Regions from separate parts of the Mus musculus genome. Here region 1 is linked to region 2. Evidence: chromatin contacts called from public Hi-C data. All regions are on one chromosome and are shown on one strand. The core of a region is the stretch at or near the end of the contact, and the rest is flanking DNA. Distances in the headings are between cores, read along the strand shown.

Region 1 (4,518 bases), core at 843-3,342, 940 kb after region 2:
CTACAAAGTGAGTTCCAGGACAGCCAGGGCTACACAGAGAAACCCTGTCTTGAAAAACAAAAAACAATTAAAAAAAAAAAAAAAAAGAGTACCAACCCAAGACACACACAAGACACACACACACACTAACTCCACCAATAGCTAATATAATACCTTCTTACAACCAGTTTATATTGCATGACAGTAAGCAGACATCTATCAGATAATACATCAGCAGTTGCTAACACATGACTGACTGATGACATCAAACTCCCAAGATACTATCAGCGAAAAGATCACATTACCTTTTATATCTGTGCTATACTTTATTACAGTCAGGTTCTGTGACAGTTTATGATTCATAGATAAAATACTTAGTAATGTTCTGTTAACCAAAACATCTGGTGCATCACAGTGCAATTCAATGAGAAAACTCACTGGGTTCTTAGAGGAAGAAGAATAACTAATCCCAGCACTTGGCAGGCGGAGTTCTGAGTTCGAGGCCAGCCTGGTCTACCGAGTGAGTTCCAGGATAGCCAGGGCTACACAGAGAAACCCTGTCTCGGAACAAAAAAAAAAAAAAAAAAAAAGGAAAAGAAGAGGAGGAGGAGGAGAAAGAGGACTTATTATTATTATCCAAGAAATGTAATTAGGTTACTGCAAAAATTATTTCTGAGGCAGTTCTCTCTGATGATGAGGTTCTAATTCAACGCAAACTCGAGACAAATCAGATTAGCTTCCCATTCTCTCAATACATCCTTATTAGGTGTGTAAAAGGTGTACCTGATCCAAACATGAACAACTACTGAAAGACAGTAAAACATGTTGTACACTTTACTTTCTCAACAGGAAGGTGAAAAACATGCCTGAGGTAAGGAACTCTGCCCAGCGTCTCCAATGTCATGGCAGCAGACAGCTAGAAAGCAGTGTCAGCTGACCATAGTAAGTTTTAAAAACTGATGAGTCAGATGCAGCACCACGTCAGAATCTACACCAGAATATTCTTACTAGTTTCCTCCTGAAGGGAATTAAAGGTGTGGGGAAATCCCAATTTTCAATCATTCTGTGTAAGCTCAAGAGAAGTGAGCCCACAGCCATTCAGAACTACTTATCTAAGGGTAGTCATTAACGACCTCACATGGGCTAAGCAAAACCCAAACTCTGACCTAGACTGGACCCGCAGAAAAACACGTTCCTTCGTTTTAAAGAAAGACTACAGAGCACTCTAATGTGATCGACTCGGCCCCTAGGTTTAAAGGAGACAGGATGGAACGAGGTTGGGGTGGGGTGGGGGTGGGGGATATGCATGGGGATGCAAGCTCTTCAAATGGTTCCTCCGCCTCCCAGGGCATTCTGCAAGCCTCCCCCAATTCAGTTCTCCAAACCCAGGGGTGTGGGTGGGAGAGCGTTGTGCAAGGGCTCCACTAATGTTCCCTAATTCCGTTAAGTCTGGGAGATCTGAGCCCTGCAGAAGCGAAATAAGGAAGAGTCTGTAGTGCCTATCACGGGGCAAAACAGCAGCGTGATCATGAGTAGGAGTCTGTCCTGGGCCAATGATTATATCCCTTCCTTTCTGAGGATGATGATGAAGAAGAATCAAGTGACCTTTCTGGCTGGGCGCTGGGCAGCAGGGTGACCGGCTACCATGCACTAGTTTGTGTCTCAGAGCAGGACAGGTCGCGGCTCTACCTCGCGCCCCTCCCGCTCCCGAGCTCACACTTATAGCCCCTCTTACCCACCAGAGCGGGCAGGTGTCGGAAGGTGAGCTGAACGTCACCGTGACAGCCCCAAGAGCCAATCATAGCAGGCGGCTCCCTCAGTCAGCCAATCGCAGAGTTCTAGGGAATCCTGCAGCTCTGTAGCCCACCTGAACTCCACCGGGACGCTATAGACTGGGGAGGTGGGGGTGGGGAGTCCGTGCTGAGGCGCAGCAAAGATGCCGCAGGACAGGCAACGGAAAGTTAGGGAGGAAAAGAGAAATCCAAGAGGGAAGTCACTCACCAGCCCGGGAGCGAGATCACTTCTCCGGGCGACTCGGGCTCAATCTGTGCGTGCCAGCAAGCCTGCAACCAACCGCCGCCGCCGCCGCAGTTCGTCGCCCAGCGCGGCCGCCTGTTTCGAAGGAGCCAATCAGAACCGGAGGCGTGGTCTGGGCGCCACGCCTCCGGAGACTTTCTACCGCACGAAGAATTCGTAGCGACCTTTTCCAGTCCAGTCTCTATCAGTGGCAGTGACAACCCCTCCTATTTGTCCCGTCGTTCAGGAGAGTGTGTGAAGCCCGCCTCTCAAGGCTGCTTCAGAGCGCCCTGGAATGTTGCTCTTCCCAGGACTTTGAGCTCCTTCCAACCCTAAAATCTGCTTACATCCATCCGGAGGGGCACTGAGGTTTCCAGAAACACAAACCAACCCAGCAGGGACCCGTCCAAAGCAGAAGTCTTTCAGACAGAGCCCACCCCAGGCCCCTCACTGTGAAAGAGAGAGAAAAACCCTGCAGTCACCCCTGGAAGCCAAAAGAGGATGTTGGCTCTTCCTTCAGGAAACGTGGGGGAAAGGGGAGTTGGATGTCAAAGTAACAATGTAGCCATGTGATTGTTACACTGTAGTGATAGATGTGAGTTAACTTCAAAAGTGGCTTTTTGATGTGGGCTGATCTTACTGGCTAAAAGCCTGGAGGTTCTGTGTTCTGGCCCAAGTTCTTAGATTCCTGCGGCTTCTGTTCCTTTTAAGTCTTGACACCTCGAATGTGCAGGCTTCTCCATCTCTAAATTGTGGGCATTGAACTGAAACCTGGTCTCTCACAAAAACAATACAGCTTTCATAGGGAACAAAACAATCTCAGTTTTCAAAGGGCTGAGGGGCATGGAATGGGGAGTCTGTGAAACAGGGTGATGGTCAGAGGTTTGGAAATGACTAGATATTGAAGGAACAACAGGAATCTGCCAGAGGAAGTCATTGCTATGAACGATTGATTCCTAGGCAGGAGTAACAGCAAATGCAGGACCCGGGAGGCACATGGAACGTTCTGGAAGGAATCGTTTTGCATAACCTAAGTTTGGACCTGGAGAGACAGAGCAGTCTGAAAGTATGTGTGTATGAAGGTAGGCCTGATAGATACTGAGGGATGTAGATGCAGTCCTGGTGCAGGCCTGTGAGATAATTACAAGGATATAAAGAACAAGGAAATTCATTTGTGGGGTTTTCATTTTAGGGAGGGGGGGGTGTGTTCACTTTCAAAGATTTTTGAAGAAAGGAACAGAATAGTTTGTCATTAAAACAAACAAACAAACAAAAAGCAACCTAAAATGACAACTCCCTAAAGTAGCTCAGAAGGCGGGTATGAAGGAAGTATCTGGAAGAACTAAGAGGGTGATTTATCTGGCCTTGGTTATTATGTGGTGGCACTAGTCTTAGGAATACAGGAAAAACAAGCTGTGGTAGAGGACCAGTGTTCATTTTCGCTGGGTGTATTAAGTTTGAAGTTCAAGATAATCGTAGAGCTAAAGATGTCCCGATAACAGCTGAGCTGGCTGGAGCTACTTCAATCCATCTAAGCAGAAGATAAGGATTAGAGATGCTCTGCGGCAGGCCCTATCCTAAGCACCAGGGATCCTGCTCTCCCGGGATTCCAAGTGGAGAAGGCCATCATTAAAAATTGATCAATGGACTTGATGATATCAGCCTGTAGTTGTTCCTGGTTTTTTGTTTCCTAATTGCAGTCCATCTGAGATCTCTTTGCCGACTGCAACAGCAGCAGAAATTCACAGAGTCTGTTAAAATCGCCCTGTGTTTCCCAATATTTCTTATTTAAAACCATGGGGCTATTTATATGCCTCCTCATTTAGCCAGATTTTGATGCTTTAAATTAGATATCAAAATATGTGCACTTCCCTGTAAAACTTTAAGAACAACTGTGTCTAAGTCCCTAGCACCACAAAAATTTTGATTAGTAATAAGTTGTGCTATATAACTCTTATTTGATGAGTCACTGCTTAGCAATGGTCCTTATGATTTTTTCTTACGTGTATGCCTTGTGCCTAAATATTTGAACACCATTTATTTAAAACGGAAACTGTGCTCATGGAAATGTAGTCTCCCTCCACACACAGCTCTTAACATTTTTAAGTCACTTACTGAAACCTTGCAGCATCTACTTTAAGGCCTGCTTTGTTCTCACTCCTCTGTCTATTTGGTGACATAGAACAGTGCTGTTGGGAATGTTCCAGAAGCTGGAAATCTGTGTAGTCCTCTCAGCCTGTATCCCTCCGTGCAATTTAGATGATGAACCCCCTCTAGGTCCTTCGATTTAACCTGCTTCTCTCTCACTTCCCTTAAAGTTTGCCTTCGCTTGTTTCATTCACAACTTCGCGTTTAGATTTGTTCTTAATTATTACCCCATCCCCTAAGCACACTGGCCAGCTCACCTACCTTGATCTTAGCACTGCAATTAGTAATTGAGGGTTCCATCGAATAAGCTATAATCTACTTTCATGTGTAGGCTTTCTAATTGGTGGTTAGGTTAATAGCCATGTTTCAGAGGTT
Region 2 (4,729 bases), core at 569-3,068:
TAAGTGCTCCGTCCACAAATGAATGGTGAATGACATCCATGCTGACAGCTTAATTGGCTAATGCCAGAAACACCCAGACTGTTAGCCAAATCTAAGCCCAAATCAAAGCTAAATTTTACTATGCTTGCGTCACAACACTGTTTACCAACTGTGTATTTTTAATAGGTTGAGAGAGTTTTACTTTGTTGAGTAAAGGGCAGGGCCCTACAATTATCTGCATGTATCCTTCAGTCCTCACAGCTGCCCTGTAAAATTGGCCTGGCAGGCATTATTTCTATTTTCAAAACAGATCGGTTAGGTCTGCCATGGTGGCGGATGATGGGGAGTCAAATCCTTCACTTGCAGGCCTGCCATGCTTCCATCCTGATACAGTGAGCTTCAGGGGGTTCGGGAACCAGTGAAACCCCAAACAGCTTAGTGTTTTAAATCACATGAAAACAAGTGACAGTGGAGGTACACGTGACAAACACAGTTGTTGGCAGGCAAGATGTTTTAAAGGGCAGGCTCCACTAAGCCCTTAAAAAGAAGTGTTTGCATGGATGCAGAACATGAGCTATTTCTATTGTATTCCTGGTATCCAACCTCGACTCTCGAGTTTGTGCACGATCTATATTTACACGTAATTACAGAGGGAGCGTAAAGAAAGTAATGCCATGGAATCTGCAATGTTATCCTATATAGTGTTTCAAGACACTCTCCCTTGTTTTTATGCTCTCTATACTCAGCCCAATGAACCACTTCTGACCACCACTGTCTAAAGCCCATGTTAATATTCTTACTTTAGACTTAGGTTGGATATAATTACAACTAATAAAATATGTTGGTATTTATAATCTCAAAGTCTAGATAATTGTAAAGACTGTCACCTACATCCTGTTTGTTTTTCATGAAAAAGCCAAGGAAGCAACGAGGAAGTTTCTTATCTTATCCAGAAATAACTTATCTTCGATCAGTGCTACCAGTAATTTCAGGATCGCTAGGCACCACCTTTGAGAAACAGAATTATAAAGTGCTAAAGGGCACTTGGCCTTACCTAACCCATCCACAAGTCCTGCTAGCATGGAGATGTAGGTATTTAATCTCCAGTGTGCGAAATATGGGCTGGTGGTCCCATGGCCCCAGGGATGAGATTGGCAGACAGGGCTGGGGCAGTAAGTGACCTTGACAGCGCCCCTGCCCCCCAGAGAAGCTCAGAATGGTCACAGGATTGGGGTAGTGGTGCGACAGTCTCTAGGAGCCCCGGGGAGGCTGAAAATGAATACTGCCAGGGGACAGCAATCTGGTCGCGTCCGCACCTCCCTCCTAGAGGGAGACCTAGAGGATGCTCCGCTACGCAGGGTCTCCCCGCTCCACTGACGCCTATAGTGGAGCCGTCTCCGAAGGAGGCCCAAGGGGGGCTCCAGGGAACAGTACCATCGGGCGGCCAGCCCTACCTCCTCCGTGACTGTAGGGCAGTAGAAGATGAGCACTAGTGTGGTGACCAGGTTGATGGCGAGGCCGATGAGGGTGATGGTGTTGGGGGCCATCCAGAGCGGGATCCATTGGAGCAGCCAGGTCCAGTAAAGCTGCAGCGGCGGCTCGAACAGCGACTCTCCCACCGCGGTGTAGCGGTGCTCCTCCAGCCGCCGCAGCTGCGCGGCACTGAGCGGCTCACCTAGCGCCTTTACCCAGCGCGGCGCCGGCCTGGCCCCGGCGCCCGCCGCCATGGCTGCCTGCGGGGCCCGCCGCGACCCGGCGCAGCCCGCGGCCCGCGCGGGGGGCGGAGAGAGCCGAGCGAGGGCACAGCGCCCGGGCCAGCTCCGCCGGTGGGACTCACTTAGCAGCGGGCCGCGGGGGCGGGGCCGGGCCTCGGGGGCGGGGCAAGGCCGGGCCACGGGGGGGTGGGGCCTCAGCGAGCTCGCGGGCGGTGGCGAGGCTGGGGGCGGGACCGGGGCGGGGCCTCAGTGAGCTTGGCTCTGGACGCCCCGGGAGGGGTCAAGCAGCCTGCGCTTTCAGACTCAGGTCGAGGGCAGCTCTGGCCCTGCCGCTGTGACTTTTCTATTGGGGCTCAAGGGTTCGCCCTCCTCTCCAGCCTTTGCTCAGGTTTCCGTGACGACGCTTGGCTAGCCTGGATCCTGGTTGAGCTGGTTTTTTTCTACTGAGTGGTAGGAACAACTCTGACTTGTGTGTCTATGCCCCGGCCTCTTATTAGTCAAGAAAATGTCGCCTACTGAAACCTGGAGTGGTCACCATGTATGTACTGATCAGAAAGTACTCAAGCACCATGGGAATATACAAAGGCCCCTCCGCATATTAACTTAGTTACCCCTCACTGCGGGATCAGACGGCAAGGTTTTAAAACAAACAAACAAAACCCCCAGATCTTAGAAATATTGTCGTCAAAGGGAAACTGAATGTTTGAAACTCAAATGCCTGTTTTTTCAGACCACTTGACACTCCTTCCTTGGAGCAGAGAAAATTCTTAGCCAGTTTCACAGTTTCTTCAGTGGAGAAGGCCGATTGCCACATAATGGAAGGTCACCAGCTCCTTACTTCACAATGCACCCATTTGGACTGGGGGCTGTCATAAGCATGTTCTATTGCCTAACCAGACATAGGCTGCCCACTTGATCTAGACGTAGTGGGTCTGATCTGTATGCACCTTTCTAACACATCAGACAAGCTGGAAACTACTTTCTGCTTTCTTGGATTAAGCAACAGAGGTCATGGGATACACTCTTCCTCACCTATTTTGAGGAACGGTTAGCAACTTTTGGCTCAAAAGACAGGCCTTCCATCTCATTCTCACAGCACACTACAGAAGTATGCGTCTTACATTTTTTAATTACTGGGAAAAAAAACAAAGAATAAAGTTTATGATGTTAGAATTGATATAATTTAAATCTCAGTTCTGTGACTATAGCTGTGTTTCTTCCCACAGAGGTGAGGAGTTGTATAGCACAAGATGACTTACAAAGTCTTGAATATTCATTACCTGGCCTCTTACCAAAAATAAAATAAAATAAAATAAAATAAAATAAAATAAAATAAAATAAAATAGCTGGGTGATGGTACTGCAGGCCTTTATCCCAGCACTTTCCAGTCAGAGGCGGGGGGGGGGGGGGGGGGCAGGGGATTGGTAACACTTACATTATAGATTCCTAGTACTTTATCTTGCTCCTGGACTTTGAACTAAGCACCTTGCTGGGCCCTGCTAAGCTTTATCTTCAGTCCTTTGTTTGCTTTGATTTTGAGACAGAATCCTGCTACGCAGCCTAGACTGTCCTTGAACTAATTGCCTCTGCCTCCTAAGTAGCTCTGATTACAAGCAATTACACTTGACCTCTTCCAATGCCATGCTGTTGTAAAGGGGCATACAGCATGCTCAGAAGGTATCGACGATTGCTTTAGGCTACTTCTAGGTCAAGTACAAGGCTTGAATGAGACAGAAGTTCGTTTTGCCCAAGCATCGTGTCTGGGTAGATCATTGAGAGCTGCTGCAAACCCTCAGTGTGTGAGAGACACTGGTTTCTTCCATTTCCTTGTCTGCTGCCTTCAGGGTATTGTTCTTGTCCTGACCCAAAACAGGTGACCACAATTCCCAAACAACTAGGAGGAGGGGGAGGCAGGGGGGCTGAACTTCCTGGCTTTGAGGCTGTGATCCAAAGTTTCATTCCTCATTTCTGACAGAACCCTGTCATGTGAGTGTGACACCTATTTGCAAGGAGAGCTAAATGAAGCCCTTATCTGGCCAATGGCTGGTCGACTAATTTCTACTACTGTTGAAAAGTGAGGGAGTGGATGTTAGAGAGCCATGCATGTGTTCTGATATTTTTATACACCATTTAAAAAAGATACTATTTTATTAATTCCTTGAAAATCTCATACAATATACTTTGATCATATTAATCCCTGTTCCTCTCCCTAATTCCTCCCACCCCTATCTCCTAACCTCCCTGTCTTCATATCCTCTTTATTATTATTGGTTTTTGTAACCCATCAAGTCCAGTTTATGAATTGAATTTGTCCTGCATGTGGAAGGAAGCATGGCGAGTACTCGATCCGGTGACTCCTGGTCAGCTGACTCCTTAAAGAAAGCAAAGTGGGTTCTCCCTCTCCTTGAAGCCTTCAGCTGTCCCTAGCTCCTCAGAGATGGGGAACAGGGAACCCTTTCTTCCTCCATTCTAGAATGGTAGCTGGCTTGATTTTGGGCTCGTCTTATGGAGGCAACCACGGCTGCTGTGAGTTCATGAGTCAGAGTTGTCATGTCCTTCCCATGACTCTTTTATCCAGTCCTCCCTGCTCTCTGGCTCTTACAATCTGATATTTCTGTCCTCTCTTCTTCCATAGTCAATGAGCATATCTTCCAATGCTAGTCATTATTATAGCACACAACAGGAAAAGTCTATTAATGTTAATGGCTCCCTCCATTTTACAGGCTCAACATAACTAGGCTCAAATTTTTGTCCACAGTTACACGTGGAACCAGGACAATATTGAGCTAGGTTATGAGCTTTGTAGTCTTGTCCTGGAGCCTTTAATCCCAATTACTGCAGAATGCAACCTAATGCACTACATGAAGTGCAAATTAAGCATTACTACTTTAGAAATCTGAAATGTGCCCACATCCAAAACGTACAGTGGCCTGATGCTGCAAGGGTGCAGGTGGGATATTCCACAGGTGACGTCATAAGACATGCTAGTCAGAAAGAGGAGAACTGGATGAGCATGCCCTCAGACTGTTTGTCGG

The links. A called contact is a pair of places that touch in the nucleus more often than the background predicts.
Region 1: a Hi-C map of uterus shows a contact between it and region 2, with 2.5 times the contacts expected there. The contact joins the promoter of Gas2l3 here to the promoter of Chpt1 in region 2. A contact is called at or near these places in 1 of 39 promoter capture datasets (pre-B cells) and 2 of 484 Hi-C or Micro-C datasets (CD4 T cells and uterus).

The regions. Positions count from the first base shown.
Region 1 is chr10:89,441,875-89,446,392 of GRCm38.p6, forward strand. Gas2l3 (growth arrest-specific 2 like 3) reads right to left here and starts at 2,093. Exons shown (of 11, transcript NM_001033331.2): 1 at 1,981-2,093.
Region 2 is chr10:88,502,152-88,506,880 of GRCm38.p6, forward strand. It overlaps Chpt1 (choline phosphotransferase 1), which reads right to left and starts at 1,819. Exons shown (of 8, transcript NM_144807.3): 1 at 1,434-1,819. The coding sequence starts at 1,706.